Linked DNA regions of Mus musculus: regions 1 and 3 are each linked to region 2. Evidence: chromatin contacts called from public Hi-C and targeted proximity ligation data. All regions are on one chromosome and are shown on one strand. The core of a region is the stretch at or near the end of the contact, and the rest is flanking DNA. Distances in the headings are between cores, read along the strand shown.

The links. A called contact is a pair of places that touch in the nucleus more often than the background predicts.
Region 1: a targeted proximity ligation map of the NIH/3T3 cell line shows a contact between it and region 2, with 5 read pairs. A contact is called at or near these places in 1 of 484 Hi-C or Micro-C datasets (bone marrow-derived macrophages) and 4 of 130 datasets of targeted methods (the NIH/3T3 cell line, bone marrow-derived macrophages, embryonic fibroblasts and 1 more).
Region 3: a contact with region 2 is called in a Hi-C map of bone marrow-derived macrophages, with 23 read pairs. A contact is called at or near these places in 2 of 484 Hi-C or Micro-C datasets (bone marrow-derived macrophages and frontal cortex) and 10 of 130 datasets of targeted methods (the NIH/3T3 cell line, astrocytes, bone marrow-derived macrophages and 6 more).

The regions. Positions count from the first base shown.
Region 1 is chr19:16,014,945-16,017,644 of GRCm38.p6, reverse strand. No RefSeq gene overlaps it. Among named protein-coding and RNA genes, the nearest start is that of C130060C02Rik, 31 kb to the right of the region's middle.
Region 2 is chr19:16,385,035-16,387,734 of GRCm38.p6, reverse strand. It overlaps Gnaq (guanine nucleotide binding protein, alpha q polypeptide), which reads right to left. Exons shown (of 7, transcript NM_008139.6): 7 at 1-2,700. Among named protein-coding and RNA genes, the nearest start is that of Gna14, 49 kb to the left of the region's middle.
Region 3 is chr19:16,066,178-16,069,015 of GRCm38.p6, reverse strand. The region is part of intron 1 of Gm32026 (a long non-coding RNA gene); the gene reads right to left. Among named protein-coding and RNA genes, the nearest start is that of Gm32026, 3.5 kb to the right of the region's middle.

The sequences.
Region 1 (2,700 bases), core at 30-2,529, 370 kb after region 2:
TAGTTACTGAGTCAAAGTTTATCACAGGAGTACCTGCTTGCTGAGTTATTAGCCACATGTATGTACCTCAGTGCCAAGGGAAAGGAGAGGCTGCTGCTGTGTTAGATGGGAGATGGTAGATACTTTTATTTATTTATTTATTTATTTACTTACTTTTTGAGACAGAGTTTTTGTATGTAGTCGAGTATCCTTGAACTTATAATCTTCCCTCCCCTTTCTCACAACTGATTGTATTTCAGGTATACACCTTGTATAGACAAGGCTTTTAACTTTGTTGTTATTTCATATGTGTTAAACATAGAAAATGTGCATGTCTCATAATTCCAGGAAGAGTCTGTATAGATGTAGTTGTTGTTGATACATTGACAGGGGTTAGCAGTTAGAAGGGGGTAAAGTTTTATTATTATGTTATGACAGCAAGATAGTCCCAGAAAAAAAAAATCTATGTGTAAGAGCATGGCTAAGCCCCAGAGACCTAACTAAAGCTACCTGCCCTTCTCCATGTAAACAACACACTCAGGACACGTGTAAAAAATAGAATAGCTTATACCCTGGTCAGCTTCTATATACAACTACATGGAAGAGAAGAAAGTGAGACACGGTCTTCCACTGTCTTTGGGCTACTGAAATTTGGAGTAAGAGTTCTTTCCTGTGAAAGGTGGATAAGTTGTTGAAGTGTGCTCTGTAAGATGTTCATCTGCATGCATCCTTGGTCTCTACTTCTTGATGGCAATAGGGCACCAACCTCTCCTATCTGGGACAAGAAAAGGTTTTTATAAACAATGGTTAAATATTTCCTGGGGACAAAACACCCTTGGGTAAAAACAACTAGAAACAGAACAGCTGGACTGTCTCTGGAAGGGGACGGATTGGCTTGTTGGCTCGTTGGCTCAGCTTTGTCCGGAGGCAGAAAGGCAAGACACTAGTCATTACATAGAAGCAGACTTTCAAATGCAGCATCCCACCCGCATGTAAAGTCAAACAAAAACATGCAGGGCATGGTGGGAATGCTCACCTGCCAGGACATGTGATGACACTCATTATGATTGTCAACCTTATTTTCTCAGGTGAGGAGAGACCAGAGTTGTTTCTTCCATTTCCATTTTTGATTGCTTGAGATTTCAAAGGAAGAGTGAGGATACTTGGCAGTCAATTTCTTTTCTACTCTTACTGGGCTCTTGGGACAGCAAAGTGAAGGATGTCCTAGGCAAGTCAGGACAAGCTGATGATCCCTTCAGAGCCCAACAATATTCTAATGCAGTCGGGCTTCCCCCAGACTTGGAGAAATTCCCCCAGTATTAATCACTTATCCCTCAGAACCTCCTAGAATCTGTTTCATTTAGTTATTGTTCCCAGAAGTCTCTGAAGTGAGTCACAGCAGACATTAAATTAGTTCAAGGGTTATGGGTTCTTTCAAGCAGGAAATACATCTTCTATTTTCCTTTCTATCCTTTTATTTTTATTGACATATAAATTCTGCAAATGTATGGGGCACAAGGTAAGGTTTCATTATGTAGATACCCCCCATGTAAATTAATGATATTCAGACTGTCTCTCCAGAGTTTGTACTATAACCAAAGAAGGAGAAAAAAGATTCCCTGAACTTGACGAAAATGAATTTTTCTCTAACTAATTCACTGAGTAGAAATTAATATCCCTCAACAAAAGTCCTCTCCTCTGTTGAAATGAAAGTCTGAGATAGGTTACAGTGTGCCAACTTCCCCACCTTCCTTTTTTTTCTCTTTCAGATAGCCTTCTTCCCTCACACGGACTCTCAGTTCCTCTTTTCTGCAGCTGTGGTCTGGGACATCTTCCACTAGGATGGGTGGAATGGGTGCCAACACTTCTAAAACTGGACTAATCCAAACCCACTCATCTGACCACTCCGAAGTTTTGAAGGGTCAGCAGAGCATGGCAGAACTTTGACGGATTGGCTGATACACAAAAATTTCAGAATGAACTCTTTGTGGCGGCATCAGCGTGCTTCTGAGCAGTTGTTTCTCTGGATCCCTGCAGACGGTATAATCCAAACTGCTTTGCTGCTGCTAGCAAGAGCCTAAGAGAAACATAAAGTCTTCTTGGTAACAGAAGGTGGACGAGGCAGCTAGGGCAGAGAAGTGCTTTATGTTCCAGTTTGCTTCCATTGCTGTGATAAAACCCACAACCAAAACAACTCGGGGAGGAAAGGGTTGATTTATTCATCTTCCGCTCGATGTCACAATCCATCTGTGAGGCAAGCCATGGCAGGAACTCAGGCCAGGAACTCAATCAAGGCAAGAACCTGGAAGCAGGAACTAAAGCAGAGTCCACAGAGGAACTCTGCTTACTGGTCTGCTCAGCTTGCTTTCTTATATAGCCCAGGACCAGTTCTCTAAGGGTAATATCATTCACAGCAGGCTGGGCCCTTCCACATTAATCATCTATCAAGAAAATGATTCAAAGACTTGCCTAAAGGCCAATCTGAAGAAGGAATTTCTTAACTGAAGTTCCTTCTTCCCAGATCACTCTATTTTGTGTCAAATTGACAAAACCCAACCAAGACAATCTGTTTCCCATTCTTGGTATACTGTCAATAAGAACGCATATGTTCCGTTAGATGCTCAAAACTCCTTTAAGGGCATTAAGTAAACCCAAGTCCTGAAGACACAGCATGGCACACCCTTCTGAGTTTCCTTTCAGCTCTTGGTCTTGAGTTATTTT
Region 2 (2,700 bases), core at 140-2,639:
ATTCGTTTCTCCTGTCGAGAGAACCACAATGGGATCTCAAAGACACAAGTGCCAGGACATCTAGGAATGCTGCCTATATTGGAAGAGTGCGGAGACAGATAAACACACATTATTAGCTTCCACTTTTGTATGTGTTTCTAACCAAAGGTTTCTCTTTTGAATCAAATATTAAAGTATGTCCAAGTACACCTTAGTTGTATCAATCGAGATGCTGTTAGTTACCATGTGAGTGGCTTGAAAGCCTTACGTAATTTTAAGAAGAGCAGCGATATACATTACAATATTTGGGTACACTTTATTTTATATGGGTTAACATTCTGCTATGTTTCACTTCATTCGTTCTTTTGAGAAACTGAGAACAAAGGGGCGCTGGGGTCATCTGAGGGAATCTGAGTCTTGCGGTGTCTTGTTATGCAGCCCTTTCTTCCCATTATTAGTTTTATTTTTTGCAAATAATCAAGTCATTTTGACCCAAATCCAGCATAAACAGCTTTTCACCAATTCCTACTTAAGACAACTAAAATTTACAATCATGTGGCAGTATAAATTTTTAAATTACAATTCGTACAACTTGACAATCAATAGAAGTCTGAAGTACAAAAAGTAAATTGCCCTTTGGCTGAATTACCCTTTAAAATGATTAGGCCTGCTAATGTAATCTAAACAAAAACAAAACAAAACAAAGCCCCCAAGCCCCCAAGTTCCAGGTGTTCTTTAAATATCGCCGTGGATGCCACCTGCCAGTAAACAATATACGCAGGCTCCTAAGAAGAATTTCCCAGCTACTCAGGACATTCAACAGAGCTCTTCCTAAGGAAACGATAAGGAAAACCCAACAGGCTCTGTAAGACTTAACTGACTTCTGCATGGGCGTGTGTTTTCCCTTTGTTTCAGACATGAGGCACAGACTTCTGAATTTAAGCTCTGTAAGGCATAGTATAAACCTCCAATTTACAAATAGGAATTCTCTGTGGGTGGGAACTGCCGTATCACACACAAAAGGGCGACATCATCTGTAAACGGCACACTCATGTGCTGAGTGACTCATGAGATGGCTGCTTGCCTTGGTATGCTGAGGAAAGGTTTCTGTGGTCTGTGTTTTGCTTCTGAATAAGACATGCCCAAGTCACCATAACGCTCATCACAAGCCTCCATTACCTAGAGCATCGACAACAGGAACACTTGCAATCACAATAGAAGAGAAAGCATATGAGTAAACTTTGTTTTTGTACAAAACTAAGAAGCCCTTCCCGCCCCTCACCCCTTCAATAAAACCCCAAACGAGAAACAACAACAAAATTAGTTTTAGCTTCATTGACTAGTGTGGATAGAGTAAGGTGTGCAGGCACCACTGCAGCTAGGGTGATCAATGTTTTCCCTTCTCAGAAGAAGGGACTCTGTCATGCACCCCAGGATGTGCAGTGAGGCCAGACTTCAACTCTGTGCAGCAGCAAGCTGCACCCTCAATTCATAAAGACAACGTGGCCACCTCTCCCTGCCTTACTCAGCAGCTCTGAGCTTGGTATCAGCACGGCTCAGCTCCATCCACTACAGCTCTATTAGACAGAACAGCTCGCTTCCTTAGGACGGTTAACACTTATGATCCTGGGATGAGGTTTTCTCTATACACTGCAGGCCATCAAATGTTACTTTTTTCTTCTTTTTTGTCTTTTTGTGTTTTTAAATTTTTTTGTTTTTATTTTTTGTTTTGTTTGTTTTGTTTTTGTTTTTGTTTTTTTTGTTTTTTTGTTTTTTGCTGCACCAAATTTAAGGTTGCCCTTTCAGGCAAGCAGTGGTCTCTAGCTGATAAAACATTTCCTTAGTGGATCACAAATAGCTTCTAAAACTGCCTTTCTAATAAAGGCCACCAGAGAGGTAATGCTAAACTGTGCATTTGCCAAATAAGAATATGAATCGTATAAAAGCTCATATTCCAACCCCAGGTCAAATGGCAAAAGGTCTACAAAGTTGGTCTCCGTGTTTGTATAAAAGCTCTGACGGATGGTGTGTGTTTGCTATGAAATTACCTTTGGGTCTTAGGTCAGCACACCTCTACTCAGGAATGTGCAAATGATTTTAGACAGCACGATGCTAGTACCGCTCTGTACAATAGTAAGGGTTTTTTTTTTTTTCTTCTTTTCTAAATGGAAAAAAATATCCCTAGTCAGAAATAAACTGACAAATTTACATTCTCCTCTCTTAAAAAAGTAAATAAAATAACATTATTCAAAATGTGAATTAGCTATAAGACATACAATTACATAGATACATATCAATACAGCACATTCAATCTGCCAAAAAATTAATGATTACAAAGCCAGTATGGATGTTGCAATATCAAGAGAGATGTATGTACAACGATCAGAGCATTCATAATTGCACTATACCTACAGGCAGTCTGTTAATTAAATTACAGGGGCTTTCTAGAGCAAGGGATGAAAGAGCCAGGAGAGTAACACATGAGAGCACTTCATTACCAGTCAGCAATGTCCGTGTTCATACAGTGAGCTGGTCACTCTCCCAGCTTTGCTATTCAAGAAAAGTGATGTCTATGGAGTTGAGATTAGTGCCAAGCGCTAATGAGACCAGCATCGAGGTCTGACTTCCCGGCAGCCTTAGAGCGCTCGCCATCTACTTAAATCACACACTGATGCAGGCTGCTTGACAGGCTCACTCACACACGTTCGGCACAGTTTGCAT
Region 3 (2,838 bases), core at 251-2,750, 320 kb after region 2:
GACAAAGTTCTATACATAAAATATGACAGATTACTTCATCAAAATAAACAACTTAGTGGAGAGGAGACATATAGGAAGGGTCAATTTAGAAATAACCAATGTCTGACCCCATGAGCAATCAAGTAGTCCAAGGTTTTGAAGAGATATGATTACTTCATTCCTATTACATTGATAGTAATTTCAGAGTTTTGTGTTCTGGTGAAGAAGTAGCGTGTAAAACACTCTGTATTATTAGATTCTCAGTTGATTCAGTCCTTTTAGTAAGGTGGCCCATCCTAGTACCTAGGAATTGAACTTCTGTTTTTATCCTAGACTTATCTTACAAGACACAGGGACTATGTACAATGGCAGTTATTGTAATAATTCTTGTATTCATGAAATGGGTTCTATCATAATGTCCACCAATAAACAATAAATGAATAAAGATGGTGAATTCATATAATACAAAGAGAATATGGGTTTTAAAAGATGAAAACTAGATCTACAATATACCAAGATGGTTGGTTAGCTATCATATTCAGTACATGTGAAAATCAACACTCTGTGTGTGTGTGTGTGTGTGTGTGTGTGTGTGAACACAGTTATTTTCAAATGCATGGAAACTAGATTGTGAGAATGTGAATAGTTCCAGTCTTGGTACTGAAACTGATAATGTAGCAAAACCTAAACAGAGGCCAGGGATAGTGGTGAGTTCCTGCTATCAGGAAGCAGAGGCAGTGACTCATTATCACAAGTTCAAGACCAGTCTCCAAACAACAAATATCAGGCCAGACTGGGCTACATTAGAAACCTTTACCCCAAACCAACCAAACCTGCTAGGAGTCACCAGAAGAAACACCCTATTATAAATAAGTCAATCTTGAGTCAGTTATCATCCCATATGCAAAGATAACCCAAATGAATCATAAATAAACATTTAAATGTTGATTCTAGCTTGTGGTCACAAACTAGGCAAATTTACATACAAAACAAAAGAAGTCACTTAAAGATCAAAAATTGATATGTTGGACAGCATCAACATTCTCCCTGTGAACACACTATTACAAGCAAGAAGAGCCAAGCTATGAACTGGGATAATGCATTGGTAAATTATTAATTCTACAATGAATTTGCAACCAGATGTATGAACAACTATCACCAGTGAGTCAGAAAATTACACCCTAATTTATTTATTTTTCTCTGTTCTGAACAACCTAATCTTTTAAACTGAGCAAAGAGATACACAGATAGCCAATAAACAAATGAAAGATGTTCAAGGTCCTTAATTACCAGGAACGCATTAGAATGTAAAGAGAGCACACTGTATCTGTCAGAGTAGCTTAAAAGTAACAAAGAACTCGATGGCACTCAAGGCTGTGGAAGATGAGGAGCCACAAGAGCTCTCAGATGCTGCCAGACAAGATTCACAAGGGCACAGCAGCTTTAGACAAACCTTCAGCAGAGAATGTTGATCTTCAAGCGAGTCCAGGCAGCCAACGGGGAACTGGTGGGGGCTAGGGCACCCGACCTGTTCCTCTTCCTGTGTAACTATTTTGGTTTTGAATTCACTAAACATTATGCTGGCCGCTCAGTCCAACAGCAAATGTCATTGTTTTGCATTTTCAACCTGCTTTTCCTTCCTTAATGTTGACTAAGAAATAGGGAGTTGGAGATATCTGGGTACTGATGTCAGATACAACCAAGTATCTACAGCGCCTTGGATCCATGACCTGTTCTAGGAATGGCGTCTACTAGGAATGCAAATGTTATTGCTTATTGAGGTTCCTGTGTGAGCCTATGGAAACAGGAGGAAGAAGAAGGGAAGGGGAAGAAAATAAGAAAGAAGGCAGAAAGCTAAGCCCCATCTACATGCCCGTGATTCATCAGGCTTCTGAGGGCTGCACTAAGGGGGGTGGACTACGCTCTCCACAGGGCAGCTCTTCAAGCAGGTTAACCCCACTCAGAAGACCCTTCCAGAAAAAAAAAAATCCTCTACCAACACACTTGTCTTATTGGATCTGCATCTTCTACCGCATGTTATTTTGGCTCTGGGAAACAACCTTCCCTCACTCTGGATTAAGAAATAGATCAGAAACAGTCAACTGGAGAAGCCCTGACAGGTAATGCCAAGGACAGAAGAGCTCTGCTATGGGAAAAGAAAAACAAAAACACTGAAACATTAGACCCTCTTATTATGACCTTACTTTCCAAATAAATATTTCACTTTCTTTGCCTTTAAGGAAACCACAAATATAAGATTATGATAAAAGGGCAAGTAAAACTTGGTTTTGATTTGATAACAATAAAGACAGACGGGAGCCTTGACAAATTACAGTCAAGGCCATCTAAAGAAGTTGTTTTGTGATATAGGATGAGGGGGTCATATGTTTCATCCCTTATCATTCCACAAACCAAAGGAAACCAAGTTCTGAGTGTGAAATCTGAGTTTTAAATGTTGAACAAAACTCAAATATTGCTAAGACACTGGGCAGGCCAACTCTGTTCAAGCTAAATACAACAGGTTTGGAGGCCCGATGGGGACTGGCAGCCACCACTCTGTTCTCTGATGTAGACAGATGAAAAATAGCTCAAGCTACCTGTTTCACCTGTGTGTCCTAGTGAGACCTCCCAGTTCCTAGTAAGCTCAAGGACTGACTTACCTCCCTTGTGGGAAAGAAAAGTACAAATTATTCTGAAGTCCCAAGAAGATAATAGGAATAGAGTATTTGTTATAGGCTAGTTGTCCTTCTAATTTTTTCTCTCTCTCATACTAGCATAATTCGGCAGCATATGCATTAGAATTCCTCCAGGTGGGAAAAAACCCCAAGCCCCACCCCCCAGTTCCCCTATGATTTATGT